Linked DNA regions of Mus musculus: all the other regions are linked to region 3. The links are chromatin contacts, called in public HiChIP or PLAC-seq maps. All regions are on one chromosome and are shown on one strand. The core of a region is the stretch at or near the end of the contact, and the rest is flanking DNA. Distances in the headings are between cores, read along the strand shown.

Region 1 (4,358 bases), core at 394-2,893, 1.2 Mb after region 3:
CCTGCTACTCTCTCCCAGCCTGACCAGGCCCAGAAACTAGAAGGCCAGGGAGCCTGCTGCACTGACTCTGTCAGGTCCAGGAAGTTGGATGAACATGCAGAGACAGCTGCAGGGGCTACAGGAGAGATCACTGGGGACCCTCAATAATGGCCTCCAGGCACTGGCTGTCCTTCCAGAAGACCAGAGAATTCAAAGCCCAACACCGACATGATAGCAGAACTAAGGGTTCAGTTGCTCTCTTCTGGCCTTTAGCAGTACTGCATGCATGTAGTACACAGACATAGATGCACATAATAAAATTAAAGGGGGGCCCGGGCAGTAGTGGCACCCGCCTTTAATTCCAGCACTTGGGAGGCAGAGGCAGGTGGATTTCTGAGTTCGAGGCCAGCCTGGTCTACAGAGTGAGTTCCAGGACAGCCAGGGCTACACAGAGAAACCCTGTCTTGAAAAACAAAACAGAAAAGGAAAGGAAAGGAAAGGAAAGGAAAGGAAAGGAAAGGAAAGGAAAGGAAAGGAAAGGAAGCCCTAAGAGGTTCAGCATTACATGAGGAAAAGTGTGCCAGAGGGGCTGCAGACAGAGCTCTCAGTTAGTAGAGTGCTTGGCTAATACATATAAACTCCTGTGCTCCATTCCCGGCACCATACAATACAATTCAATTCCCAGCACATACTGGACATGGACCCCTGTAATCCCAGCACTGCGGAGGTGGAGGGCCAGGAGTTCAAAGCCGCGGTTGGGAATGGTCAGCAGTTAGTGCCTGCCGTGCAGGTGTGAGGGTCAGAATTTGAATGCCCACAAACCCAGATAAATGCCAGCTGGATGCGGCGGTCTGCCTACTTCTGCCCTTCGAAGGCAAGGATCCGAAGTCAGACGCGTGCATACGCGCGCGCACGCACACACACACAGACTATATTGTGAGTTCAAGTTCAAGGTCAGCTTTGGCTACAGGAGACCTTGAAAACATGAGAACGGGGATAAAAATTCAATAGCCCTACCTGCTGAGCCATCTTACCCACTTTTTGGGTTTCATGGGGTTGTTTCCGGTGAAGGGTAAACATGCTGTGTGCTTTTAACATTATGCAAAGTATGCTTTACTTACTGATTTCTTGATCTGTGCCAGATCAAGCTGTTTATTATATACTTACATGTTTCAGTGTGTAACTCGGCTGGCTCTATGGCCCGAGCATATGGTGTTACAAGCATGAGCCACTGCATCCTGTCAGGATAGCTTTGATACAGAAATCTGAACAGCATTGGGAGGTGTAGCGCAGCAGACATTGGGAGATGACGAATCCTTGGCTCAAACCAAAATTGACTACAAATCCCAAACAACACATAACCCAAACCCAAACAACAACAACAAAAACCAGGGATTTGATCCTTAGTACCACAATTAACAAATGTGACGAGCGCTTGCTTGCTTGCTTGGAAAAGCATACAGAATCACGCTCTGGACTGTAGCGCGAGACTCAAACTACCAAGACGACCCTCCCGGCCCTGAGCGCGCAGCCTGCGTCCGCATCTACACGTGCCAAAGGGAAGTGCTTTTGTACAGCCACGCCTCCTCACACTTGTCTCACTGGGTGCAAAAACTTCACTTTTTGGCTCGTTCCCCCACCCCACCCCGCCCGCTCCTCACCCACCGCAGCACATCTCATGTTGTGGAATGAGAGCTGGAGGTTAACCCAGGCTGCAGCTTCTGCACAAATAGCCCGGGTCTTGGAAGGTCTACCCTGGGCTAAGTTACTAAGCTCCCCTCTACTTTTCACGAAGTGGTTGCTCCCACTCCACCCGGAAGTGCTTACAGCCGGATCCGGGGGATGAGCTGGTGGCAGGACATGGACCAGCGTGGCGGTGTCTCCAGTCCGAGCGGTGCACTGGCGTCTGCCGAGCCAGCTCCTGCCTCGGTGACCCTGGCGGAGCTCCTGCACCTGGTACAGAAGGGCCAGGAGGTCCCGGGCCTGGAGAAACGCCACATCACTGCGACCCACGGTGAACCCACCGCGTCTCTGCTCCCTCGGAGGCCCAAGCCCTGGGAAGATGCGGGCTCGGCCGCCTCACCCTGCACCATCGCCCTAGACACGAGGACGCAGCCTCCGACCATCGAGGAGCGATCCCGGGGCAGTCCAGCCGCCCAACTCGACGGAGGCCCAAGGGTTTCCTGATGCTCGAGGTGTTTCCCGAGGGCATGACTGGGTCCTACACAAACTTGAGTCTGGACACTTGCCACCTGTGGGACTCAATGTTGCCTAGTAATTTTGTTTTTGGATGCCAAATTTCAACTTCATACTGTGTCCTAGTCCATTTGTGTAACGGAAATAAGTTTCCCTTGTCACTGTAGGACAGCACAACCTCCTGGACCCGCTTGTTCTGATGATACCGATAAACCGATATCCAAAAGGCATTTCTAACTTGGCAGTCGTTTGGGTTTGATGAAAAGGTTCCTTCCCAGAGTGATACATAGAAACCCTGGTTCTTGGAGTTGGGGGACTGGAGAGAGGGCTCGGTGCTCTTCCAGAGGATCAAGGTTCAATTTCCAGCAAACATGGTGACTCACATTTTAATGGGATCTGACGCCCTCTTCTGTTGTCAGTGTGCTTGGCCACATAACTAAATCTTAAAAAACCCTGACTCTTGGGAGCAACTAAGGTAGTGCGAGCAGAGGCAGTTTGGTAGTTGGTACCCCCATAGGAGTTGGCTTTCTCCTCCCACCATGCACCAGACCCCCCCCCCCCCCCCCCCCCCCCCGGTTAAGCTCTGGCTTGGCAGCAGGTGCCTTACCCAGATTCATCTCCAAGGCTGAAACTAGTAGTTGGGAATTAAGCCCTGGGTTTCTGAGGGAGCATTCTTTCCTCCCCGCAGGACTTGTGAAACGGTGCCAGATGCCCAGGGGACTGGGCGAACGGCTCTTTTTAAAGATTTATTTATTTTATGTAAGTACACTGTAGCTGTCTTCAGATACACCAGAAGAGGGCGTCAGATCTCATTACAGATGGTTGTGAGCCACCATGTGGTACCACTGAGCCAACTCTCCAGCCCCTGGGCGAACGGCTCTTAACCACTGAGCCCACCTTGGGCCCCCTCGAGTGTTTTTGGAGTCGGGGTCGTTAATACATCGATCTTTGTCTGCCTTCATAGTGACACCAAGCTTGCCAGCAGTCCTTCTTTCTAAATAGGCTCGGTGGCTACTTCTCCATAGGCCCCAATGGCAGTATACTAGCTGCCAGAATGTCTATCCATGTAGTCAAGGTCCTAATAGACCTGGGTCATCTCCAGCAACATGGACAACCCCACTTGTTTCTTGAGTCTCTGTAACCCTGGCTGGCCTCAGGCTCACAATAAGCCATCGCCTTTGGGGCTGGAGGCACAAGCCAAGTGCACCTGCTTTCTCAGAGGGCCTAGAATTGGTCCCAGCATCCACCTCTGAGCCTTCATTTGCCAGTAATTCTAGCTCCAGGGCAAGTGACACTTCCTGGCTACTTTGGCATGTACTCACACGCAAAAATCTTAAAAACAATCTTTTACTATATAGAAAAAAGCTTGTTTTAAATTCCAAGCAAGCCAGAAATGGAAGCCTTAGCTCTGCTCGCCCAGGCCTCTCTCCAATGCTACAGTGCTTCCCTACTTAGGAAGATGCAGGATTCTGCAGGATCCCAGAATGTTAAATAGCCATGCTGTTTGTCCAAGGTTGCGATGCATTTTTGGTCACCTCATTTCCCAATGATCAGTTAACACTGATCCAGGTGAAATTTAGTGGGCATTTCCTGGGTACATGTGGTTTAGGAAACAACAATCTATCACTGCATTGGTTTTTGTTTTGTTTTTTTTCTGAGACAGGGTTTCTCTGTGTAGTCCTGGCTGTCCTGGAACTCACTCTGTAGACCAGGCTGGCCTCGAACTCAGAAATCCGCCTGCCTCTGCCTCCCGAGTGCTGGGATTAAAGGTGTGCTCCCCCACTGTCCAGCTTTTTGTTTATCTTTAACATTTTCTCTATGTGTAGCCCTGGGTATCCTGGAAATCTGTAGAGCAGGCTTGCCTGTCCCTGAACTCATGAAGTCTGCCTGCCTCTGCCTCCCAAGCGCTGCAACTAAAGGTATACACACCAGGCCCAGGCAAACACTAGTTTTTAATAGAAGACAAGTGATTAAACTTCAGTCCCCTCCGGTAGCACAGAATGCAACTAGCTTAACAGACCAATGTGCATAAAAATGCAGGCTGTAGCCGGGCGTGGTGGCGCACGCCTTTAATCCCAGCACCTAGGAGGAGGAGGCAGGACTGCTGTGGAGTATAAGGCCAGCCAGGGCCAACAGGGAGACCCTGCTTTGAACAAAGCAAACACAAGACTGCCTACCCTGAC
Region 2 (4,408 bases), core at 385-2,884, 1.1 Mb after region 3:
CTACCCCACACATAAGGAACACAGGACAACTTAGGAACACCAGCTTAAGAGACCCCAGGGTTGGTTTTTAGGCTATGCCTACCTCTTTATAACTGGGGGTGGGAAAGACTTTCATTCTCTGGTCCCTAAACCCTCAACAGCTGGTCAGGAAGATGACAGTATACAATTCCCTGCCCCTGCCCTCCCGGCTAGAACTCATTAAAGAGAAGGCTAAGTAAGTTCTTTTTAGGTTAAGGACTAAGACACCCCCACCCCCACCCCCGCAGACTGTCTCCCCAAGGAGGGCTGTTTCCGCAGACCACCACTGGTAGTTTTGTCTTGGAAGGTAAGGAGGGAGTCATTTGGACCAGCAGACTGGGTATATGGGTGGCTTGGCGATTTCCGGTTAAGTCACTTACAACACCTTAGTTGTGACCGACTCTCAGGTGTGATCAGCCAGGAAATAAAAGTCTGCGGGACAGGGTGCCCCTTGTTTGCCCTGGAGATGGGGGGGGGGGGCGGGGGGGCCACACCCTCACCAAAGTAGAGAGACCCTTCACGAAAAGCCAGAGTTGGGCGCTCTCTCTCTCTCTCTCTCTCTCTCTCTCTCTCTCTCTCTCTCTCTCTCTCGTTCTATCTCTCTCTTTGCCTTTCTGCCCTTAGGAAGAGAGACAATCCTTTCCTCCGAGAACACGGACACACGGACAGGATGGAAATCCAGGAAACAGCAAAGCAAAGCCCGTCCGCACCTTGGCAAGCCGGCCATGCCCGATTTTGGCAGCGGCCTTCACTCATTAGTCACCACTACAGCCTGGGACCCTCCGCTCCAGGGATACGACCCTGGCACCGAGTAGGCTCAAGGCCTAGTTGGAGGAGAAGATTAGGCACTTCTCAGTCTAACCTGCCCTCACCCGCAGGGCCATCTGGGGTTCCAGCTTTGCCCCGGAACTTGCAGGGAGGGACCCGGGCGCGTCGGGCCGGCATAGGTAACAAAGCTCCGCGCCAGGCGCGCCCCATGTCAGCTCGGACGGGATCGGGAGCCAGGCCTATCCCCCTCATCTGGGCTCCAAGGCCCGGGGCATTCCTGGGTGTCCGCGTCCGCACCTTTTCACGGGATGGGAGGGCACTGCTTCTCCAAAAGGGAGATCTTAGCAGAGCTTGGGAGCCAGCGACTCCGGGCAACGCTCGAGCAAACTCTCGGATCGGGCGGAGAGAACTCACAGCAAACGCGTCCCCGCGCCCCAGTGCACCGTGTCGCCACCGCGTAGGGGGCGTCGCCAACCCAGGATCCTCGAGCCCCTAGCGAGCCTCTCCACCTCCCCAACTGCCCAGCCCACCTCTCCAGGGCCCTTCCAGCCCCCGGGACTCCCGCGCTTCTCAAAGCACAGCTCGGATCCTCCCGGTTCTCGGGGGACTCACCGGCCAGCAGCGGCAGAAGCAGGGCTCTGAGCAGAGTCAGCGGGCGGGCTCCCATCCTGGCGGGCTGCAGACGAGCAGCGAGGTTCAAGGCACACGGCGAGCGGGCGCGCGGACCGGAGCGCGGGGGCCGCCGCAGCAGCTACAGCCCGAGCCCGAGGCGTCCGGAGCTGGAGCCGCGCGCGCCCCGTACATCCAAGCCCTCGAGCGCGCCGCCGCCGCAGCCAAGCCACGCCCCCGACGCCCCCTCCTCTCCGCCTGCACGGCGCCCCGCCCCCTGACGCCCCCTTCCCCGCCGTCGAGGGGAGGAGCTGGCAATAGAAAGAAGGATCTGGGGAATGATGGGGGGGGGGGGGAGCAGCAGTGGCCGTCTTAGGGGAGTGCCGGAGACCTGGGTGTTGTTCCCACCGCCTAATCTATCCACTGGGACGCAAGAGAACCAAAGTGACTCTCAGAACTCCGTTAGGCCCTCTGAACCTACCTGGAGATCTGGAGCAATAGTTTGCCCAGAATTCTCCAAGTTGCTGGAGTTAAGCAACCCAAAGTGCTGCATGAGACAGACCAGCAGGGTGTCTCAGAAGAAGGCAAGGAGGACATAGCCAGGATGTCTCAGAAGACAAGGAGGGCACAGCTGTGGTGCCCGGTGGAACAGATGTAGCCAGGGAGGGGGAGGGGCGTGCGTGACACTGGACAAATCTGAACCCAAGGTAGAAACCCTGGGCTCCAACCCCCAGCGAGAGCTATTAAACAGACATACATCCCAAGTCCATCTCCAAGCAGTCTGGGCTGTGTCAGGGCATGGCCAAATCTCCAGCTGTGGGGAGGCCCAACGCAGCCCTTGTTCCAGGCACCCTCCACCCCCAGCGCCACCACCCCCACATTCTTTCTTTGTTGTGAAAGCAGCAAGGGGTGTGGGAGGCGGGTCAGAAGAAGTCAAGCTTTAGAAGATGGGCCCCAGCTGCTGACAGGCCTCCAGGATATGCAAGAGAGGATGGATAGCGCCTTGTCCCCCTTCTGGCTCTGGAGGGCCCCCCAGGCCTGCTTAGACCTCCCTTCCCCCAAGCAGCTGGGAGGGGGGAAGGAAGCCACAGAGGGCCTCACAGGCAGGAGAAGTGGCGCCAGGACTCCAGGGTCCTGCCACATGGCCACCACATGTCCCTGACAACCCCGTCCACAGCACCTTCTTCTTGTGTGCCTCATTCCCCATCCCCCAGAAGTCTTCCTCCAGGCCCTGCTAAAGAGGGTACAAACACGGAGGGAACCATTGAGCCAAGAATTCAACAGTCCTGCACACTACCACTGCCCTCATCCTTCTAGGAAGGGTCCTGAACAACGTCTTCAATGAAGACTCCGAACACAAAATGTTACCTGGTTCATTTATTAAAGAAACAGTGAAATATGTGGACCTGTAGTGAGGCAGCAGAGGGTAAAAGAGACCAGGGCAAGGCAGCCCAGTTGGCCAGCCCCAAACTGACAGAAGAGCCAGCATCAGGCGCATCCCTGAGGTGCAGACCCACTTTCTCCCACCTTGGGAGCCTCAGTCAGCTACTCTAGAGGACTCCAAAGTAGAGATCATGTTATCCTGAGGGCCCTTCCGAAGGGGGGTTCCCAGGGAAGGAGCCTAGACCCTAGAAGCAGCAATCTACCACATACACCGCTCCCTCTTCACCATCCTATTGAGTTGGGGAAGAGACAGGAGCCATGGGGAATGCTGTAAGGGCTGTGGGGACCCAGCAGACTAAAAGAGGGAGTTGAATGTCAGCTACTTGAAGAAAGGTCCACAGTGCTGGCGCTGAGGCCCCGGGAGACCTGAAAGAGACCAGCAACCACACATCACTGCAAACTCCTGGAGTCTGCCTGCTCTGCAGAGACTAAAGATGGAATTTCTAACCTCAACCTAAGCTCTAGGACTTTGCTTAGGCACGGTCTACTGGAGGAGCTACGGGACGAAACCTGGGCAAGAATGCTGGCTTGCACAGTGAATGAGCTGACCCAAGAGCTCACTGTGTTGAACTGGCTGGCAGTGTTGCCTGCTTTCTCTAAGGGAGACTTCATGCTGCTGGTGTTCCTACTTCCTCACTGAGACCTCAAGGGAAGGAGTAAGACACGGCCAGCAGCTCTAAGTCACTCTGAATTATTACCAGCTTAGAGAGCACCAGTGGCTGGTACTCTCCTGAATAATTCTGACTGAATCCTTTAGCCAGAAACTCTCTCTCTCTCTGTCTCTGTCTGTCTATCTGTCTGTCTGTCTTTCTCTTCTCTTTCAAACCAGGTTTCTGTGTCACCCTGTCCGTGCTGGAACTCTGTAGACCAGGCTGGCTTTAAATGCAGAGTCCCACTTGCCTCTGCTTCCCCAGCTCTGAGATTAGACATGTGTCCCCCACTGCCCCTGTCTCTCGATGCCCAGCACCTCCGATGCCATGCTGTCAGTCTGACTCCTGAAGAGCTCCAGTCTCCCAGGCCACCTTCACTATGGTGAGTCTTCCACCTTCCCAGTTGCCCCTGGGACTGCCTTGGGGAGCCCTTCCTCCCTCGGCCCTAGGGTGTCCCTCAGCACGCTCACCTGGAGGGGGGCTGCATTGGGTTGGTTTAAGTAGTTCAGCGAGGCCGCCCGCTTCATGCTGCTGCTGCAAAGAAAAAGAGAAGTGAGGCCCCCATTGCTCCTCTGTGTAGGACACTCTAGGACATTTCTCCGGCACCAGGAGGTGCTGCAGGCCAGGCCTGCTGACCTGCTTTGTCATAGTTACCCCTTGTCACTTGTCATGTACCTGGAAGGTCGCGGCTCCGTCCCCTGGAGCTTCCTCACCAGTAGCTCACTGCTCCTACGAAGCACATCCCGGATCTTGCCCAGAGAGCCGCTCCTCTGGAGGGTGCCACTGCCATCCTGTTGGGAAGAGACAGGCATTGGGAACCCAAGGTCCCATGTCACCCAGCTTCTAAGTCTATTCCTGCCATTTATTCCCTTTCCTGAAGCCCAGTGATTGAAAGCAATGGCCTCATCAAGAACAGATTC
Region 3 (4,544 bases), core at 1,551-4,050:
CTTCAATCTTAGGCTTCTCCTCATCCTCCTTATCTTCCTCCTCTTTCTCACCTTTCTCTTCCTCTGCCTCATCATCACTGATCTCCTTCTCCCGTTCCTTCTCCAACTAAATCACCAATGACACATGTAATTAATTGTGGAGAATGTAGCACCAGCAAGGCCCAGTGCCATTAGCCTGCTCCAACACTGCCAAGCCCATACTCACATAGAGGGTGATGGGATAGCCTATGAACTGCGAATGTTTCTTCACCACTTCCTTGACCCTCCTCTCCTCCAAGTACTCTGTCTGGTCTTCTTTGAGGTGAAGGATCACTTTGGTACCCCGGCCAATGGGCTCACCTACAGAGAACAAATCAAGACATGAAAAACTGAAACTAAAATACAAGAACGAACTACGCTTTTTTCGTTCCTGGTTTCTCAAGCAAGCTAAGATTCCTGTGTAGCCCCTTTGCTTGCCTTAAGAACTCACCCAAGTGCTGGCACTCACCACCCCTTAAAATGTACTTTTATAGAATACAACGTCTAAGGTTTCCCCACAATGTAGCCTGCTGCCTCACCATGGTCTGCCCGGACGGTGAAGGAGCCACCCGCAGACGACTCCCAGGCATACTGCTCATCATCATTGTGCTTCGTGATCACAACCACTTTCTCTGCAACTAGATAGGCCGAGTAGAATCCGACACCAAACTGCCCGATCATGGAGATGTCTGCACCAGCCTGCAAAGGGTTTGAAGTAAAGAGGATCAGCAACATGGTTCTTGGCCAAGTATAACCATCTGCTGCGCAAGGTAACAATCAGTTCAATGTCCAGAGATCTAGGGGTCAAAGCTGTCCTGACCAACCACTTGTACTTTTTTTCTAATAAGTGTCCTAATATGTAATACCCTAGACAGACAAATTTTAACTTAAGCAGTAACAAATTAGAGGACGGTGTGGATGAAAGGCCACACACCTGGAGAGCCTCCATGAACGCCTTCGTGCCAGACTTAGCAATGGTTCCCAGGTTATTAATGAGGTCAGCCTTGGTCATGCCAATGCCTGTGTCCACCAAAGTCAGCGTGCGCTCCTGAGGGTTGGGGATGATGTCAATTTTCAGCTCTTTCCCACTGTCCAACTTAGAAGGGTCCGTCAGGCTCTCATATCGAATCTTGTCCAGGGCCTGTAGTAAACGCAAAAAGCCAGATTATTTTATTTTTCCAAACAGTCCCTCCCCCTTCAACATCAACTGAACTGTTCTTCTCAATCACTCCCACACACACACACACTTCCGTGAAGCCTTAGAAATTCAACAACAGAATACTCACATCTGAAGCATTAGAGATCAACTCGCGGAGGAAAATCTCCTTGTTTGAATAGAAAGTGTTGATGATGAGGGACATGAGCTGGGCAATTTCTGCCTGAAAGGCAAAGGTCTCCACCTCCTCCTCTCCATGGTGCACTTCCTCAGGCATCTAAGAATGAAAGAATTACTACTAAGGACCATTATAGACACACATTTTAATATCCAGCTCAAACTTCTTTAGTCTGGGAAAGTATCCAACCCAAAGAGACAAGAGCAGCCATTTTCTTTAAAAAAGGACATTTAAGCTACAATGGCCAAGACAAAAATGACAGAAAAAAACCTAAAAGATGGGTTTTCCAGAACAGATGCCCAAAAGTCAAACTCTTGAACATTGGCATGTTCAGTGCATAGCTCACTGACTCTGAACAGAACACCTGGCAATATGGTAAAAATCCAGACTAAGTTAACAATACATAAAAAAGAACCTCAAGCAACCCCTGGTACTCACACCCCTTAACTACAATCTCCTCATTGGGGTGAGGAACAACTTTAACAGAAAAAGCAGTCTTTTTTAATTTTTATTTTATTCCACCCAGCAGGGCAAGAGAACCTTGAAGCTGTAGTCTGGGAGGCGCTCACGGGGCAATTAAATCAGGACAAAGAAATCAAGAGCTCCACCGTGACCACTCACTGTGCAGACTTGCATAGGCCGGAACCCAAGTAAAATGGTGGCCCAGCCGTCCAACGACCCTCGTCACTGCCGGACATGCGTCGGCAGGAGCCACACGGGGAGGGGGCGCCATTGAAACCCTCCCACCGCCCCAGCATCCGGGCACTGGGGCGGGGCGCCCAGGCTTCCAGAACAATCTGAGCTCCGGGGAGGGGAGGAGAAAGGGAGGGACCTAGGAATCTTCTCGTGCCTGCTCTGTCTCTCCTCCCCCGCCCTCCACTGGGAGGGCAGAAAGATCTGGAAAGGGAAAGCGCGGTGGGTTCCGGCGTCCCTGCTGTGCACCCCTCCCCAAAATCAAGCACGTTGGTACCGGCGGCGTCCGGGGGAGGCAGCCAGGCCAACCTCCCCAGGCCTTGCTGAGTCACGCAGAGCAGCCCGCCACCGCGCGGACCCTGCAGCCGCGCCCGGAAGTGGAGGGCAAACATGGCAGCGTCCCGGGTCGGCGACTACCACGTGCGGCCGCCCACCACCTGGCCGGGCCGCACCCCCACCCCACGCTCCGGGGAATCCACCCGCCCCGGGGAGCCTCGCGTGCAAGCCCGCCGGGGTACAGCCCGAACCTCTAACCTCTAGACACGTTATCTCCACAGGCTGCCCCGCCGGGGAAGGAGGCTTTGGGACAGATGAGATGGAGGCTGGGACCCCGGGAAGAAGCCCCCGGAGAGCCGCCGGGGACGAGAGACCCCGGCCTTACCTTGACGGGAAAGCCGAGTAGTAGTACAGAGCAGGGTGGTGGGCCCGGACCAAGTCCGACTCGCACGGCAAGCCTAGGCTGCGCGGGGGTGACTCAAGAGAGCTCCCGAACGCCCCCGACCGCCCTATATAAGGCGAAGCACAGCCCGGGCCCCGCCCTTGGATCCCTCCGCCTTAAAGGAGTGGCTGCGGGCCACGCACCTGCCGCCGCCCGCCCACCTTGACGTCATGGTAGCAGATCGTGGAGGGGGCGGGGAGGAGCGGGACCCCGGGCCTGGTTCCTGAGTCAAGGCCAATTCAATATCGTTTTGCACATCCCCCATTTCTGCAGGAGTAGGACATGTCCCCCCTCAAGATGAGCAGGGAGCATGCATATGCAATTAGGGATGTATCTGCGGGCGAATACCCTACGGACTGCCTCAGAAAACTCAAGGTAGGCGCTTCCACCCCCCCACCCCCCAAGAGTCCAGAACTCAGGGGACTGAAAGAGAATGGAGGTGGCCAACTCGGCTGCCATTTCCAGACCCGATCTTACTAGAATGTTCCCTACAAATCGCACATCAAGAGAAAAGGATGATAAATTCCTTGTCCAACTTTAAGGAGGCCCCCGATTCCCCCATCCCCACCCTCCCGGGTACAGCACAGCTTCAGGCTGGGAGCCGCTTTCCCCGAGGGGAGGGGCACGGGCCTGGGCTGGTAGGGACTCTTTGGCGGCCTGCGGCGGAAGGATCAGCAGCGGTGGTGCTGCGATTTCTTCCAGCAGTTTCTAGGCCTGTCTCGGCGGTCTCCACCCCTCCCCCCTAGGCTCCACCTCCCCTGCTGCGGCGGGGGCAGTGTCTTCGTCGCCGCTTGGCTGGGTGGCTTTTTTTTTTTTTTTTTTTCCCCTACCTTGATCTTACCCTGGGAAGAAATTTTCCCCAAGTCTGCCTACCGTGGGCCAGGGTTGAACGACCCTCCACGCGTGGCCCTAAGAGGCCCACATAACAGTGGGGGAGTGGAGCGCAGAGGGAGGGATAGCTGACCTGGATCGGTCACAGGGCACGGGGGCTGTGGGGGTGAGTGACTGCGGACACCTTCTAGTGAACAGAGAACCGAGCTAGCAGCTTGCGCTACTGGGTAGAACACTCCCCACCCCTCAGCCTCCCCGGTCTCCCACGTACACAGCGCGCGGGTACGTGCGCCCTCCCTATGTGAGCACAAGCTGTTTCTCAAGCTGGTTTCGCTTCTCTAGCCTCTTCCCTACTGCATGCAGCTCTTTGGACCTAGAGAGGAGCAGGTCCCAGTCTTTTCAGAGAAGCTGGAGTTCTAGGCATCCGCATGAAGGTGCTGGTCACAGGTTGGCCCAGTTCCAGGAGCCAGAAAACCAAGTTGTGCCAGTGCCTCTGTTCTAAAGGTGGCCTGCCATGTCCTTCAGCTGGCAATCTAGCCTTGCCTTTTTCCAAGGCTGCATCTGGAAGCTTGTTGGACTGATGAGCCCTCCAGTAGAGGATGGGCACTCAGTGCTCTGCTATCTTAGCTCATGCTGGCTTGTGTCCCCACACCACCGCCCACACCTTTGTTCCCGGTGCTTGCCTGCAGTCTGTCTAATGTGCATTCATTGTTAAACAGTAGTTGCTTTCTCCTTGCCTCTGTCTACTTCGTCTGTTATCATCCCATCCTGCACTGTCTGTTAGCCTCTCCTTAATTCTGTGTGTGTGTGTGTGTGTGTGTGTGTGTGTGTGTGTGTGTGTGTGTGAAGCCCATAAAGAAATCAATATATGAGGAGACACTGGGTAGGATTGCTCAGAAGGCCCTAGGGTGTTGCATTGATTCCTAATCTGAAACCAGAAACTTCAACAC

The links. HiChIP or PLAC-seq counts read pairs in DNA pulled down with a chosen protein or histone mark.
Region 1: a contact with region 3 is called in a FOXA1 HiChIP or PLAC-seq map of pancreatic cancer cells. The contact joins the promoter of 2310039H08Rik here to the promoter of Hsp90ab1 in region 3. A contact is called at or near these places in 2 of 39 promoter capture datasets (the C10 cell line and pre-B cells), 2 of 484 Hi-C or Micro-C datasets (B cells and nephron progenitors), 3 of 115 datasets of contacts at active chromatin or transcription factors (large pre-B cells, pancreatic cancer cells and stem cell-derived neural progenitor cells) and 1 of 9 other capture datasets (embryonic stem cells).
Region 2: a contact with region 3 is called in an H3K27ac HiChIP or PLAC-seq map of double positive thymocytes, with 4 times the contacts expected there. The contact joins the promoter of Ptk7 here to the promoter of Hsp90ab1 in region 3. A contact is called at or near these places in 3 of 39 promoter capture datasets (cranial neural crest, frontonasal cranial neural crest and maxillary cranial neural crest) and 4 of 115 datasets of contacts at active chromatin or transcription factors (double positive thymocytes, embryonic stem cells and stem cell-derived neural progenitor cells).

The regions. Positions count from the first base shown.
Region 1 is chr17:46,770,992-46,775,349 of GRCm38.p6, forward strand. 2310039H08Rik (RIKEN cDNA 2310039H08 gene) reads left to right here and starts at 1,644. Exons shown (of 1, transcript NM_025966.3): 1 at 1,644-2,416. The coding sequence starts at 1,822. The coding sequence ends at 2,166. It overlaps Rpl7l1 (ribosomal protein L7-like 1), which reads right to left. Exons shown (of 7, transcript NM_025433.3): 7 at 2,916-4,358.
Region 2 is chr17:46,627,870-46,632,277 of GRCm38.p6, forward strand. Ptk7 (PTK7 protein tyrosine kinase 7) reads right to left here and starts at 1,635. Exons shown (of 20, transcript NM_175168.4): 1 at 1,399-1,635. The coding sequence starts at 1,453. It overlaps Klc4 (kinesin light chain 4), which reads right to left. Exons shown (of 16, transcript NM_001357130.1): 14 at 4,164-4,279; 15 at 3,959-4,022; 16 at 2,760-3,204. The coding sequence ends at 3,154.
Region 3 is chr17:45,570,461-45,575,004 of GRCm38.p6, forward strand. It overlaps Hsp90ab1 (heat shock protein 90 alpha (cytosolic), class B member 1), which reads right to left and starts at 2,801. Exons shown (of 11, transcript NM_008302.3): 1 at 2,707-2,801; 2 at 1,305-1,451; 3 at 953-1,159; 4 at 558-717; 5 at 206-339; 6 at 1-106. The coding sequence starts at 1,451. Gm35399 (a long non-coding RNA gene) reads left to right here and starts at 2,855. Exons shown (of 2, transcript XR_385595.1): 1 at 2,855-2,936; 2 at 3,037-4,330.